2 separate regions of the Mus musculus genome follow, and region 1 is linked to region 2. The links are chromatin contacts, called in public Hi-C maps. All regions are on one chromosome and are shown on one strand. Each heading gives the region's core, a stretch centred on a gene start, on an enhancer-like site or on the middle of the called end of the contact. The rest is flanking DNA. Distances are from core to core; before and after follow the strand shown. Region 1 has its middle 23 kb from the start of Gm30474. Region 2 has its middle 21 kb from the start of Runx1.

Region 1 (7,766 bases), core at 648-3,147, 260 kb after region 2:
CCAGAACCTTAATATATAACTTTTGAGAAAAAATGTTATCCATAAAACTAGATAAGGTACCCTGCTATACAGTTGTCTTAACTGAGAATGATGTATGTCCTTATAAAAGGAGGAAGGGGACAGACAGACACATGGGGAGACTAAGGTAGAGGCAGGGATATTGTATGTATAAGCCAAAGAAGCCCAAAGATGACCAATAAAACAAGCAGAGCTTGGGAGAAAGTTGTAGAACAGACTCCCTCCCTGCCATGGCCCTCAGCAGGAACATATTTATGGATAGCATCTTGGGCTCCCGAAACCATGTATTTCTATCCTAGGCCGTGGGGGCCAGGGTGGTTGCTCTACCTTTGTGGGTAGTCCCATCATTCCCTGTGTGTTCCTCCAAACTTACAAGGTTTGTGGTGGGGTGATCTGGCCTGACCACACTCACACTGGTTCACTGACTCCCTTCTTGGAGCTTCCCCCACCTGCATCCCAACACTTCACACACAGTGAATTCTGTGTTATTATTGTTACAGCAGCCCCTACAGCTCTTTCAGAAAATCCTTGCCTGAGAGCACTCATGTGGCCACAGACTCACCACTCATGGAGAGCTGGCAAGAGTGTCTTGTCCTCCTTGACCAAGGTGATGCAGCCCCACAGGGATATGACTTTATAAATTTCCGAAGGGGGGAGTTCTGTACACTCTTAGGGAAGTTTTGCAAGAATCAAAACTTGAGACTTGCTGGGTCCCTTGGAAGAATGAACATTGCCTCTGGAAGTTGCACTGTCTTCATGTGAGAAGCTAACCTGAGGTCTCCCTCTGTAGCCAGCATCATCAGAACAAATCTTCTCTGAGAGATGACTCTATGGCACCATGAACAACCTCTGCTAGAAATCAGTCTGTCTGTCCATCTCTCCAAGTTCTCCGCCATAATGGAAAATCTTCTGAGAAAGGCATTAGCCTGCTATGCATTTTTGAAGTGGTTATTTCCATTGTTTTTATTTACACGTGTGCATGCACATGTGTGCACCCGTGTCTGTGTGAACAAATCCCATGTGCACACATATGTTTGCAGTACTCAGGAACACCAGAAGATGCTGTTTGATCGCTGGAACTGGAGTTACAGGTGGCTGTGCACCACCTAAAATAGGTGCTGAGAACCAAACCTGGGTCCTCAGTAAGAGCAGCAAGGGCTCTTAGCTACAGAGCCAGCTCTCTAGCTCAGAGTACTTCTAGAAACACATTATAGATGACACTGTTTACGTCATCTATAACATTTTGACATAAAAGTAGACCATTTTTGATCTTATGAGCAGTTCTGAAATGACTTTCACTCTTGTCAGTTATAATTATTTATTTCCTCAGACCAAGTCCTTAAAAGTGAGATTATTTTAGGTCGAATTATATATTTCAAATCTTAAAAAATTCAGATATCCCATTTTCTCTAGCCTTTGAGAACAGTAAAAAAAAAAATGTGTGGATAAGATCAGTGCCTCAACCTACACATAAGCTATTACATTATTTCCTAATTTTTTTCAGGAGCAAAAGGTCCTTCATTGAAGGTCAACCACCTTTCTCATGAGAAAAATGTTCATTTGTTCTAAAGAGGGTTGTGGTGAGGATGGGGCTTCTCAAATTAGGTCTGCCTTCCTTTCTCTCTCTCTCTCTCTCTCTCTCTCTCTCTCTCTCTCTCTCTCTCTCTCTCTCTCTCTCTCTTTCTTCCCCTAAACAGAAAGAAAAAAATTTTTGATGATGTCAAGGGGTGCTAAGCTGAAAGAGTTCAAAGTGCCAAGGGTATTTAGCGGTCTCCCTGCCCCTGCATTCCCAAGCCATGCAATACAAGGAATAGTCTGAGAGCTGGCCGTGCACTTAATCCCACAGGAGCGGCCTTGGCAAGCTCCTCGGGATCGTTCTTGTAATCCTCAGAAGCTCACGGATTCCAGGAAGCCTCCATGCCTTTTGCAACCCAGGCTTGCCTCCCATGAATCTTCCTGACTCAGAGTTTGCAGCATTTGCTAATTTTCATAGAGCGTCACACAAATCCTCTACCACTGTCTACCCCTCAATCATAAAAGTGCCACTCGGATTTACAGCCCCCCCAAAGTCAACAGAGCCTCCCCTTGCAGGCACAGGGGAGAAGGATCTGGAACCACTTGATGGAGTGCACCTCATAACAGCAGGATAACAGCGTGCCACGTTGGTTGCCACAGCTCATCTGGGTTGAGGCTGCCTGGTCAGTGCTTGGATATCTTTGAAACAGAATCACATTCTTCAGGAGGTGGCGACTGTAACACAATAAACAGCAGCTGTTCCCAGGGCTTGGAAATAATACCTCAACATTCGCATAGTGTTTGGTGCCAAGAGTTAGGTCCCGTTATGGTTAAGGCCAACATAGAACTTCTAGGCAAATAAATACATGAGTAACAATGTCCTGTTAGGACTGGAGGGATGACTCGGAGCTTTAGAGCAACTGTTGTTCTTTCAAAGGATGTGAGTCGCCTCCCAATACTTGCATTGGTCGGTTTATAACTGCCCATAACTCCACTGGCATCTGACGCCCTCTTCTGGCCACAAGGGCACCTGCACACACATGCAGCACACACAGACACATAAATTAAAAGTAAATATAAAGGACTGGAGACATGACTCAATGGTTTAAAGCATTAGCAGTTCTTCCAGAGAACTCCAGTTCAATTCCCAGCACCCACCATCTAGAACTTCGTTTTCATTTCAGGGGAGCTGAGCCCCCTCTTCTGGTCTCCCCAGACAATGTACACACATGGTGCATACACACACATTCACACAAAATATTGAAATTAAATGTACATTGCTCCCATCAATTTCTTTACAGTCTTAATTTGTACATATTACCCAGGAATCTCACACACATGGAATTTTCCATTCTTTCCAATCTTTCTAACGAGCACTCCATCTCAGCATAGTCCTAAAAGCTTTCTAAAGACCCTTTTAAAGTAAAAGGCCAGAGCCTGTCTTGTTTATAAGACACCAGGATTCCAAGCTTCCAGAAAGCCCATATAAGTAACCCCAGAAATAGGTAGTGCATTTAATAGAAATCTGAGCTCATCAATTTTACATGATCCTCACACACTGAGTGTGGAATGCTGATGAGGATTTGATGTTGACAGGAGATTCATTTGCAAACACAAGTGGCTGGAGAGATGATTAAATCGGTGAATAGTTTGTCAATATCTATTTCATGTTAGCTCTCACTATCAAGACCAGTAGCTGTGGCTTTGATGACAATAATAAATAATAATTAGGATATGGCGCTGTTCTGGTTGCAAGCATACAACACTTTTTGTTATGGACCTAAAAAGATGTATATTAAGTTATATGTGTACTCCCAACCCTGACAGGCCAGCCTTAACGAACGTTTGAGGGAGTCATGAAATCCATATTGTCTTATGGTCCTTGGTGTGCAGAGATGGCTTCTGTCTTCTAGGATAAAGAGTACAGAAAGCTCGTGTTGTGCACACCTAGGTGACAGGGACAAGATGGGGTAGCTTTAGATCAAATACAACTGCTGGATGTCTGGCTTATTCCTCAATGAGGACTGGCACCAAGCCTGGGAGACAGTGCAGGAAGTCAAGTGTCCGCCTTGACAGCGTGAGGACCCAAGTTCAAGGACCCACGCTTAAAAAGGTGTGTGTGGTGGTGCATGCTTGTAATGCCAGCTCTGGGGAGGCGGTGACAGTTGGGTCCCTGGGGTTTGATGACCAGTTAGGGTGAGATTCTATCTCACAAAACGAGGTGGATGTACCTGAGAAGTGACCACAACCTTCTTGTTGACAAGCGAGGAGGTGAATTGAAGTGAAAGCATCCGAGGGGGCATCCCTGACATCACAGGGCACCGCAGAACATGCTACGTTCTCAGAGAGTCGATTCTCAAGTTCATGGTGCTTGTGCCGCTCACTAATCTCAGGGACCTTCAGTAGGATGGAGGATATTTGAAAGCAGAAATTGGATCTTTTGGGGTTGTGGCCAAGCCCCAACTTCTCCAGTTCTGAGGCATTACAATGCTTGGTGCTTTCCTTAGGATGTCACAGATGCTATTCTGCGGTCTTAGCTACATAAAGAGATAGGGCTTAATTATTTAACATGTCACTCTCAACCATTAAAATAGTGACTAGGCTCTTGCCAGAACAGATTCTATAAAATATCAAAATAAAGTCAATCTTTAAAAAAAGGGGGGGGGAACTATTCAAAAAGTTTGAAAAACTTGTGAGGAACATCAATAGTTCTACCTGCAAGTTTACTCCATGTAAACATTTTTAAGAAGATTCGTGCAGTGTCTAGTGTAGCCCAAGCCGACCTCAGGCTTACTGTATATACCCAAGGCTGATCTCGAGCTCTTGGGCCCCCAGCCTTTACCTATGGGTAGGCTGTTGGGATTGCAGTATGTGCCACCGCTCTGCTGCTGAGGTTTGAACCAACGTCCTGTACATGCTAGCCACGCACTGTAGAGGTAGCTACTGGGCTACCCACCTACCCACCCTCTCTCTTGTTTTGTTATGACACGTACCTCACACACCAAGGGCGTGGAGAGCCAATGGCTTTCCCCATACAATCATACTAAAAGCAAGTGTGTTTTGTAAACGTTTTATGGAAATTTGGGAAAGTGAAAACAGGCTCTTAACAGTTCCCCGCTGTCCAACAAGCAATGTCAATACTGCCATGAACGCCAGTGGCTCAATCAGTGTGAGTCAACTCTACCTCCCTCTCGGTGACTCGTACTTTTGTTATTTTTAGCAGGAGACATGCAACGCTGTATGGTTGGCTCACGTATTGAAGACGCGATTCTCAACTGCTGGTGCTATTTTAGGAGGTTCTGGAAACTTTAGATGTTGGGGAGGGGTAGCTGGAGGAAGTATGTCACAGAAAACATGTCTCTGTCTGCCTGCCTGTCTGTCTGTCTGTCTATGTCTATGTCTGTCTGTCTGTGTCTCTGTCTCTGTCTATCTCTGTCTCTATCTCTGTGTGTGTGTGTGTGCCTCTGTCTGACGCTGTGTGAGTCTTTATCTGTCTGTGTCCATCTCTATCTCTGTCTGTGACCCTGTGTCTGTGTGTGTGTGTGCCTATGTATCTGTGTCTACCTGTGTGTGCATATGTGTGTGTGTGTGTGTTTATCTATCTATAACTGTCTCTCCTTTATCGGCTATGACATGGCTATGTCCCTATCATTAGCTCCCACCTCTATGAAGTTCCTCCTTCTGCACAGACCCAGAGCGCACTGGGCCAAGGACCACAGTCTGAAATCTCTGAAAGCATGAGCAAAGCCACATCTTTCCTACTTTATTTTTGTCATAGCATTGAAATTGTAAATTAAACATACAAACAAGTCCTGAGTGTCTCTTTGCTGTTGCTGCCCCTTGGTTTTTGGCAGGGTTTTGTTTCTTTCGTGTCAAGATGAGGCTTTGCCAAGTTGATGTGTGCTTTGCATCCACAGGAGGCCTCTGCAGAAGCTGGAATACATACAGGACACTTTAAACGGAAGGGATACGATGGGTCCTTCTTAGAATCAGGAGACTTTGGTGTCACCAGTCACAGGGAACAAAGGGCAGGCCTGCATGGCATCTCTCCAGTTCACCAGAGGAAGGGGTGGGGTAGACCAGGTGTGACATCTTTCTGGTTCAGCAGGATCTTTGTGTGAATGTAATCTGACAACCTGGAATTTTGAGAATCAAGGGAAAGACGAGCCAATAGCTGATCACTCACACGTGCTTCTGGGGTCTTTAGGGCTCCGTGAGTCAGTTGTGCAATGCAGATCTAGGACTTAGGAGCTAGCGCATGGCCTGCTCCTTTTCTCCATGCTGCAGAAGCACATACGCAGCTCTGGGTGGGCTAGGGCTACAAGGGAACCCAGGAAAGGAGGCCCCTCCTCCTCAGAGTTCTCTCAACCATAGGTTACATAATCCACCCATTCATTCATTCATTCATTAGTCATCCAGCCAACACTGGCTGGAGCACCTGTGTAGTGCAGCCTCTGTCTTTGTACTGCCCCCCTTGCCTTCGAGGGCTGTGAAGCAAGTGTGTAATACCCTCCACACAGCTGTGGGAAAGGACAACAGGCAGCTGACAGGGCTCCACACCTGAAGCCAGCTTCCCAGGCGCTTGCCCAATTTTTCTTTGCCTTGTTTTGGTTTAAAACAGTGTTTCTCAGTAGAGGCCAACTCAAGCCTTCAGGACTACCATGCACAGGACAGCCCTACAGCAAAGAATAATCCAGACTGAAGAGTCTATGGGCTTTGATGTTTAGAAAGGCCACGTCAGAACCATTGTGGTGAGCGTGCCTGTAATCTCAGCACTTGGGAGGCTGCAGCAGGAGGATTGCTCTGAGTTTCAGGCCAATGTGGCCTATATAGGAAGATTCTTGCTTAGAAACACAAACATAAGAGAAAGAGAAGGAAGGAAAGAAGGAAGGAAGGGAGGGAGGGAGGGAGGGAGGGAGGGAGGAAGGAAGGGAGAGGGAGGGAGGAAGGGAGGGAGGAAGGAAGGGAGAGGGAGGGAGGAAGGGAGGGAGGGAGGAAGGGAGGGAGGGAGGAAGGGAGGAAGGGAGGGAGGAAGGGAGGAAGGGAGGAAGGGAGGAAGGGAGGAAGGGAGGAAGGGAGGAAGGGAGGAAGGGAGGAAGGGAGGAAGGGAGGAAGGGAGGAAGGGAGGAAGGGAGGAAGGGAGGAAGGGAGGAAAAAAAATCAAGAAAGTCAACTTGATTCTGAAAGGCTTCTTGGAGACCCCAGAGGATGATCCAGAACAGATTTTGTGGTAAAAAGATGGTTGCTCTCTTCTGAGCTGTTAGGTCTTCTCAGATATCAATCTCGACCTACTATCTCTTTCTGGGGTATTTTCAAAATACACTCTGCATTGTGGCTACCAGTTGTCCCTCGGCCGCAGCAGGACTCAGCTGTGGACAATGGTGGCCTGTTGCTCTACAATGACAACTGCACAGAATAGAAGAGTTTGCACCTTAATGACCATCTCTTGGAGCCATGTGTGGTTTCATCAACATTTAAACCTCGCTCTTCCTTCCTCAACACAAAGCTTGTGTGGTGAGATGAGGAAAATCCACTGTAGTCACACTCCATGGCTACTCCATGGCTACATTTACCCACTCATGTTCTCGATACATGGGGAGGGGAGCTGGCCCATGGCCTGGCGTCGTGGTTGCTGAACTGGGCACAAGGCAGGGTACTAAGAGATGAAGGCAGAGTGATTTACTTCCAAGGACTTCCTGGAGCAGACAATATGGACTTTGCTGTAGACACTGCTGTCAAAGTCCTGCTCCCAACCCTAAATCGGGACTGTACATGTTTCCAAAGGTGGGCTCTAAACACTTACGTGTAACTTAGGAAGTAAGTCATAGCTAAGGCTTTGGTTTGCAAATCTCTGTCATGCAATGTCCCCCTGAGGATTTGTGAATTGCCCATGAAACACAAGAACCTGGGCCCTGGAGATGGCTCAGCACTTACAGCTCCTGCTGCCCTTCAAGGGCATCCAGTTAGATTGCATTCACTTCCCAGCACTCAAATGGCAGCTGACAACCATCTGCAGCTCCAATTCCAGCTGATCCAATGGGCTCTTCTGGCCTCTATGAGCCCCTGGCATACACACCATGCACACACACATGCAGACTAAGCACCTATACATATAAAAATCAGCTAATTAAAAAAACCAGAAGCCTTGTTCAAGAGAAATACCTTAGCACTCGTCATGAGACTAAGGGAAAAGGCAAACAAAAATATCTGAACTTCTTTCAGGCATTGTGTCC
Region 2 (7,118 bases), core at 511-3,010:
TGTTCTCTGTTGTTTGTGGGTTTTTGTTGTTGTTGCTTTTGAGAGGGGGTTTCATGTCTTCCAAACTTGCCTTGAACTTCCTAGATAGCTAAGGGTGACCATGAACTTCTAATTCTCCTGCCTCTGCCTCAGAAGTGGAGTTTCTGGGATGGCAGATGTGAAGTATAACACCTGCTTTATGCAGCCCTGGGGATCAAACCTGGACTTCCAGTACACTAAGCAAGCATTCCATTAATTGAACCACATCTCTAACCCGTGGCCTTCGCTCTCTGTGGTTGCTTTTACTCCATGTCCTCCTGGAGATGAGAAATAACCTCTGTAGACATCAGTAAGGGCATCACTATGACTCCTTGAGCTAATGCGTTCCTGCCACTCCAGAGTTCCCTATGGTGCAGAAGACAATGGGACTGCTCATGAGAAGGTTCAGCCAGGAAAGGGTTCCTGCCGTCGTGCTCAGATATCTGACTTTGATCTCTGGGTCCCACATTTTAGAAGGAAAGAATGGATCCCCACAAGTTGTCCACAGGCACACAGTGTCAGGTGGGTAGGTGCATATTCACACAGTAAATAATGCAATATTAAAAGCAATCGTGGTACATTTCACATAAATGACTTGCAAAGCGCCGTTTGCCCACCCTAGGGTCTGATCCAGATTGTATGACCTTCAGGGGAAAGACTCAACGCGGACGACGACTTTGTGTTGGAGAAAGCACTCACTGTCTGCCTGTACATGTGGAGCCCTTGGTTAGCAGTTAATGCTTCGGACCAGATCTGTGGATACTTATTATACCAGCAAACATGTGGGATCCAAAATTAAAGTTGTTGCGGTATAAGAGAGATGTCAGGGAAAAAATTGCTTTGGATTTCATTTTCTCTAAGAAAAAAGACAACACACACGCACATGCGCTTGCTCATGGAGGCCAGAAGTGCCTGTCAGGTCCCTGGAGCTGAACTTATAGGAAGTTGTGAGCAACCATGTGGGTGCCAGGAAATGAACTTAAGACCCCTGGAAGAGCAGCAATGGCTCTTAACCACTAGGCTATCTCTCCAGCCTCTTCCCTCTCCTGCTCCACTTTTCTTTTCTAAAAGATATGCCATGCCCGTGTACACCCCCAAAGCTCAAAATCACCATAAATGTCATTACATGCAGAATGTACAAAAATGTCATTTCTAAACCTACAGCATGGATTTGGGACCTTCCTCTTGGTATTGCCAGAACTCATGTGCTGCATGAAGTTCCCCGAGGCCTTTGTTTACACCCAGTCCCAGGCGCAAGCGCACACAGTCCTTAAGTCCAGTGGAGACAGGTTGGACTCAGCTAGTTCATCCCTTCCCTGTCCCGTGTATAGAAGGTGGCCTTGGATGGAGGCTCCTTCCCGTGGACTTGCTTGGGCTCTCAGTTGTCAGAGCAAAATGGCTGATGGCTGCTTTAGTTAGGGATCTGGGAATGACCGCGCAGGGCAATCTGGTGCAGATCTGGCCAGCAGCAGCAGCTACGCGGTGGTGGAAAAGACAGTGCTATCCTGTTTTCATTAAGTATATTTATAAACACACTGAACATGAAACATTTTCCCTTTCTTCACAGTGATGGATGATTATATATCTATGAAATGTTTTCATTTATTTGGCGCCAGGGTAATCAAAATCAGTTGAAACTGTCCCAGGGAAGGGAGCGAAAACAAGGCAGCCTGGGACAGCCCCGGCCGCTTCCCTCTTGCTCTCTGGGTAGGAGCTGCCTGGCAGAGAGGGTCCTTCACAGAGGAACCAGCTCTTGGGAGGGGTAATTGCTCCCAGCCCTGTTCATGGCTGCAGTCCACCAAAGCTGCAGCTAGGAAGAGCTTTCAAAGAGCTCGCCTGCCTTCTGGAAGCAGCGTGGGAGCAGCGGGGCCAGCCTGTGCGTGACTCTGTTTAGGCTGAGAGGGGACTTCGTCCCAGAAAACCTTTGTGAATGAAACGAAGCGGGCTTTCATGTCTGCCCTGGCCCGTGTTCTGGGTCAGGCGCCCTGATCTCCAACATCCTGTTTAAACTGGCGTTTTCCACTACATACAGACAAAACTATTTCTATTCTGAGCGTTTCGTGATTGCATAGAGACTAGCAATGGGGATTAGGTAGGGATGCAGGGTGGCCCTGCTGGGGAGAGACATACAGAAAGCAGACGCTCGCTCCTCTGCTTTTGATGTTTCTTTCTTCCCCCTCTTCTTTTCTTTTTCTCTTTTGGACAGCTACAGGACTTAGATCGGTGCTTTACAAGTTCAGCCTTCAGTCGAGGAGGCCACTGTTTTAGTGAGTTTATCCAGCCTAAACCACAGGATAATGTTGTTCGCTTCTGGTCCTTGCCTTTGCCTTTTGGTTCCAACATGGACCTGTTGACGGGCCAGAATTAAAACCTCAGTGCAAGAAAGAAAAACAGAATGTCCCTGGCCATCACTCATCACCTTTAAGGGAATTAAGTTGACTGTCAGGGCAGGAAAAAAACCTTCACCTTGTGGATATGTCCAAGAAACTGTTTAAGAGAATGGAGGGATTTCTCTGTGGTTTGTTACGGTAGAAATAGGCTACTAGCATGGTGAGGGATACATTCGACACTCATCTGGCTTATTTTCCTGAGAGCTTAAGTTAACTGAGTAAATAGTCCTTTTCATTTTCCAGACTTCTTAAGGAGTAGAAAGGGTCTAGAGCCAGACTGCTTGCTGTTAAAAGGCGACAAAATTGTGAGCATGTGCTTCCACCATTTTGACCTTGTGGAACGGAGCAGGCAGTAAGGGAGCATGGAAAAACCAAGTGAAGTAAATCCTTTTTATCAATAAATTAATAAACGATTTCATTTTTGGAGGGTGACCTTTGAGGCCATCTGTTTTCTTAGTTCTAAGAAAATTTTAACTGTCTCCCAGCACCCTAGATAAATTCGCGTTTCCTGGTTCCAGGCTGAGCGGTCCCTCCCTGTGGTCTCTTAAGCTCGGACAGTAGAGTTGATGAGCTCAATCTGATTTGCCCTGCACGCTGCTGGAGCACACATCACACACTTGTAAGGATGCGATTGGAATAAAAATAGTCACCTTAAGATGTGTCTGACACAAACAAGAGCGTCTTCTCGGGAGGTACCATGGGGCGTCTCTGGCCCTTGATTAGCCAATGAGGTTTCCCATTTCTTAAGTTGCCACTTTTGCCTATAAAGTCGGAAGTTGTCCAGTTTCTAAAAGTAACTAAGGTTGAAAGTGATATAAGGGCTTAAGCTATTTAAAATTGCTTCTGGGGTGCCAGCACAGCTTTAGAAAGACAAACTATATCCGTTTTTTCTCGATGCTAGGATGAAACACCTTAACCTAAAGCAGCTTGGGGAGGAAAGGGTTAATTGGCTTAGACTTCTACACCACTGTCAACTATCAAAGCAAAGCAGGCCGGGAATTCAAGGCAGGAACCTAGAAGCAGGCACCGCGGAAACAGAAGCCGTGGAGGAAAGGGGCTTATTGGCTTGGTCTGCCCACTTTCTTATACAATCCAGGACCACGTGCCCAGGGGTGGAACCACCCTTTCTGGGATTGGTCCCCTGGGATGGGCCTTCCCGCACCACTTAATAATCAAGGAAGTAGTCCAGGAACTTGCCTACAAGCCCAGCCAATCTGATGGAGGCATTTTTTTTCCAGCTGAAGTTCCCTCTTCCCAGATGGCCTTCGCTTGTGTCAAGTTGGCAAAGGCTAATCAGCACACAAATGGCTGGAAAAAAAAATCCATGTCCTATATCAGTTTTTCATAATTAAAAACTAGCTAATGTGATTTAAATATATATTAGTAGTAATTATAAAGGAATATGAGAGAAATATGCTTTGACCCAAAAAGATAGATTGAGTAATTTTCAAGATGGTGACCTTGACTTTGAACGTTTAGCTTTTCAATTAGTTGGTGTGAAACCTGGTACTTTACTAAGAGGGGAACTAATTAATTCAGTAACAGGCAGAGACCCAAGTTCCTCCCAGGGAGATAAGATGACATCACCACAGAGTCTGAGGAGGCAGTATGCAGCTATAACTTCAGATCAGCCAATCATACTGACTGAGATAGAGTGAGTACAGCCAATTGTGATCACTCATCTTCCTTCAAAAACCCTATTATGTCAGCCTCCAGAAAAAAGCCCGATGAGCCGAGAGGGGCATCCAGCCAAGTCTTACACAAATCCCTATGATACATTTAACTCTGGATAAATAGATCATTTCACTGACTTCTGTGGCAGAGAGATCCACTGAATGGTATGATGTTGGTGTCTTCCTAAGGAATGTATTTCCACCATTACAGCCAAACTGACTTGTTTAAAAGGAACTTAGTTTTTTTCTTTCTTTCTGTTTTTATAGGCATTTCAGCTAGTTTCATTCAATTTTTATCTAAAGTGGGAGCACGTTCTCAGATATTGTATATGAACGTCGAGGAAGACCCTTACTCAGAGTTTAGCTTCATCTACGTTATTAACTATCATTTCTGGCCAGCATGCTACACATTTCTTAATAGTGAGATGCTCTTATTCCTTCTTGGTCAGTGTGCAGCAGGCTCCATGGCCCTTGTTTCTGCTCATCACTTCTTCAGTGTTTGGCTTCACTCCCACACACTTCCTGCTCTCCCAAGCATCTCAGTACCTCTCATTCCTACTACAGAACATTCCAGGTCTTTATGTAGGCCCAAGACCTCACACACTTCTCCACCCAGCTATACTTAGCTGAGCCTTTACAATTTGTGAACGTCCTAGACATTTTTACCGCTACAGTGAAGGGCAACATACTGGGTAGTTTATAAACAACAGGTGCCCGTTTGACTCAGAGTTCTGGAGGCTGGGAAGTCCAAGAGAATGGTACATGCAGGTGAAGGGCTTGGGGCTAATGAAGGATGGAAATAATGGGAGGCAGAAGGGCAAGAGAAATAGATGTAGAAAAGGCCAAATATGCTTTTATGCCAGTGCACTATCGAAATAAGTATACCCTAGTCAACAACATTGGCCATTTCCCGAAGACAAAGCCCATGAGGTAATGAGGCCAACCCACATATGTAGGCCATGCCCACACACGGAGGCCACGCCCACACGGAGGCCACGCCCACGCATGGAGGTCACACTCACACATGGAGGTCAGGCCCGCTCATGAAGGCCACTGAAGTCCTCTTACTAAGTCCTCCTCCCCAGCACTGTTGGAGATTAACTTCCCAACACCTGATCTTGAGGGATTCAGTCAAACCACGTCATCCTATATAAAGTAAAAAAATGGGTCCCTTGTTCAAAACTCACGAAGAATGTCAAAATGGCGGCTGAACGGCCTTAAACCAAGGGTGAGCACGGGAGCTTGGGCAGGCTCTCAGGGTACATGCTGGAGAAGCTGGAGCGGACTATACCAGCAACCATACTCTCACATGCATCCCTCGCAGGCATGCAACATAAGACGTTCTTAGAGCACGTGGACTTTGGCTCCTTTTACTAAATCCCCTTTTAACCCAACACCAAGTTCTGAACATCCGTGTTCAGAACTCAGATCTGAGTGCTTTCTTTCCTCCCTTGATCCGAGTAAGGACACACACACCCATTTCCTGCAGTCTGAGTGACTTGTTCATTCAAAGGCCGTGCTAATTAGTTTTCTGCTTTTAAGTACACTATATAGAAAACTAAAAGTAATGAGGAAGAAAAAACTCATTACCCACAACATGGCAACAGTTAACGGCAAATGCTGTTTTACTTTGCTTTCTGCTGATGAGATAAAATGTTCTGGTCAAACGCAACTAGTGAAGGAAAGGAATTTTTGGCTTCTATCTGCAAATCACAGCCCATTGCTGATGGAAGTAAAGGCAGGAGCCAAGGCAGGAACCACAGAGGAAGGCTGCATACCAGCTTACTTCCTGTCTTGTGACAAGTTTCTTGTACAGCACAGATCCATCCACCTGGCTAACATGGTACCGCCCACAGTGGGCACAGGGGACTGGGCTCTTCCACATCAACCATCAGTCAAGACCCTCTCTTACAGACATGGACACAGGCTAGTTTGATCCCTATCGAAATGCCCTTTTCCCAGGAGACTCTAGGTTGATTAAAAACTAACCAGCACACCTACTATTCAGATTTTTCTATGCACCCTTCTAAACTGTATTTTTTTCTATACATTTTTTATGTAAGAGTTTGTATAGGCTTGTGTGTGCTTTTCAAGGCTAAAGTGGGGTCACATGATCTTTCTTTCACTTAGCAATGGCAACACAAGCCATTTGTATGTTAAGAAATATCTGTAAAGTGTTCTGTCTACATAGCAATTGACATCATAATCTCCCATGGTTGGCTAAGGATTATAGGGGTGAGTGAGAGGTGTTCAGCAGAAAACAATGACAATACAATCAGTGCTAACAGCTTTTGCTGCTGTAACTTCTACTCCACATTAATCCAAAGCAATCGATTATTCAAGCCAATGTGAAATCTGAACCCAGGTCCACGCAAAGGTAGAGGTAGCCCAGGACCTGCAGGGACCTGTGATTTACAGCTTGGTGCAGAAGAAAGGCTCCAGCGCCTGCACATCCTCCAGAGACTTGGACACTGCAGGCTTGGCAGTTGTTCTGCTGTGGAGAGAAGGGAGCCAGAAGAGTTCCTGAAAGAGAGAGTGGGGACTGAGATTTGCAGTGGTGTTGACAAGTGATGAACAGGGCAGCTCCTGAGCCAAGGAAGTGTCACCGTAGAAACAATCCTCTCACTAATGGCCAGTCTTCTGGTCGCAGTCAGTTAGTTCACACACTGGGAGGATCTAGCCAAGCTCTTCTTACTTATGAGAGACAAATGCAGAGAGAGGGGTTGGTTTCCATCTTCAGCAGCCCAGTGTTTTAAATTCCCTGGCCATATGTCTTCAAGAGAGAATTTAGGACAATTTTAGTACTATACTTCTTAGAAAACTTTTTTTTTTTTTTAACAAAAATCACTTGTATATTATTTCCTTGATGTCAAGCAGTTTACTCTTATGAGACAGCCCCCTAGTGCTTACTCACTTGGTTTGTGATAGACATTCCGAGTACAGAAGCCTCATTCTCAATGAGGATGGGAAATGTTCCTGGTACTTACATCAGATCAAAGAATCGCACAATGTGTTACAGCAGCTTACTGGGTACTCA

What was found. Hi-C and Micro-C count contacts between places; a contact is called where the count stands out from the background.
Region 1: a Hi-C map of uterus shows a contact between it and region 2, with 2.3 times the contacts expected there. The contact joins two enhancer-like sites. A contact is called at or near these places in 1 of 15 datasets of contacts at CTCF or cohesin (the NIH/3T3 cell line) and 7 of 484 Hi-C or Micro-C datasets (CD8 T cells, adipose-derived mesenchymal stem cells, cortical neurons and 4 more).

What each region holds. Positions count from the first base shown.
Region 1 is chr16:93,105,099-93,112,864 of GRCm38.p6, forward strand. No RefSeq gene overlaps it. Among named protein-coding and RNA genes, the nearest start is that of Gm30474, 23 kb to the right of the region's middle. Within about 2 kb of position 1,898, at least 38 of the 459 cell types and tissues checked have an H3K27ac peak or open chromatin away from gene starts, as enhancers often do. A contact at or near this core is called in uterus, where this site is marked.
Region 2 is chr16:92,843,956-92,851,073 of GRCm38.p6, forward strand. No RefSeq gene overlaps it. Among named protein-coding and RNA genes, the nearest start is that of Runx1, 21 kb to the left of the region's middle. Within about 2 kb of position 1,761, at least 46 of the 459 cell types and tissues checked have an H3K27ac peak or open chromatin away from gene starts, as enhancers often do. A contact at or near this core is called in uterus, where this site is marked.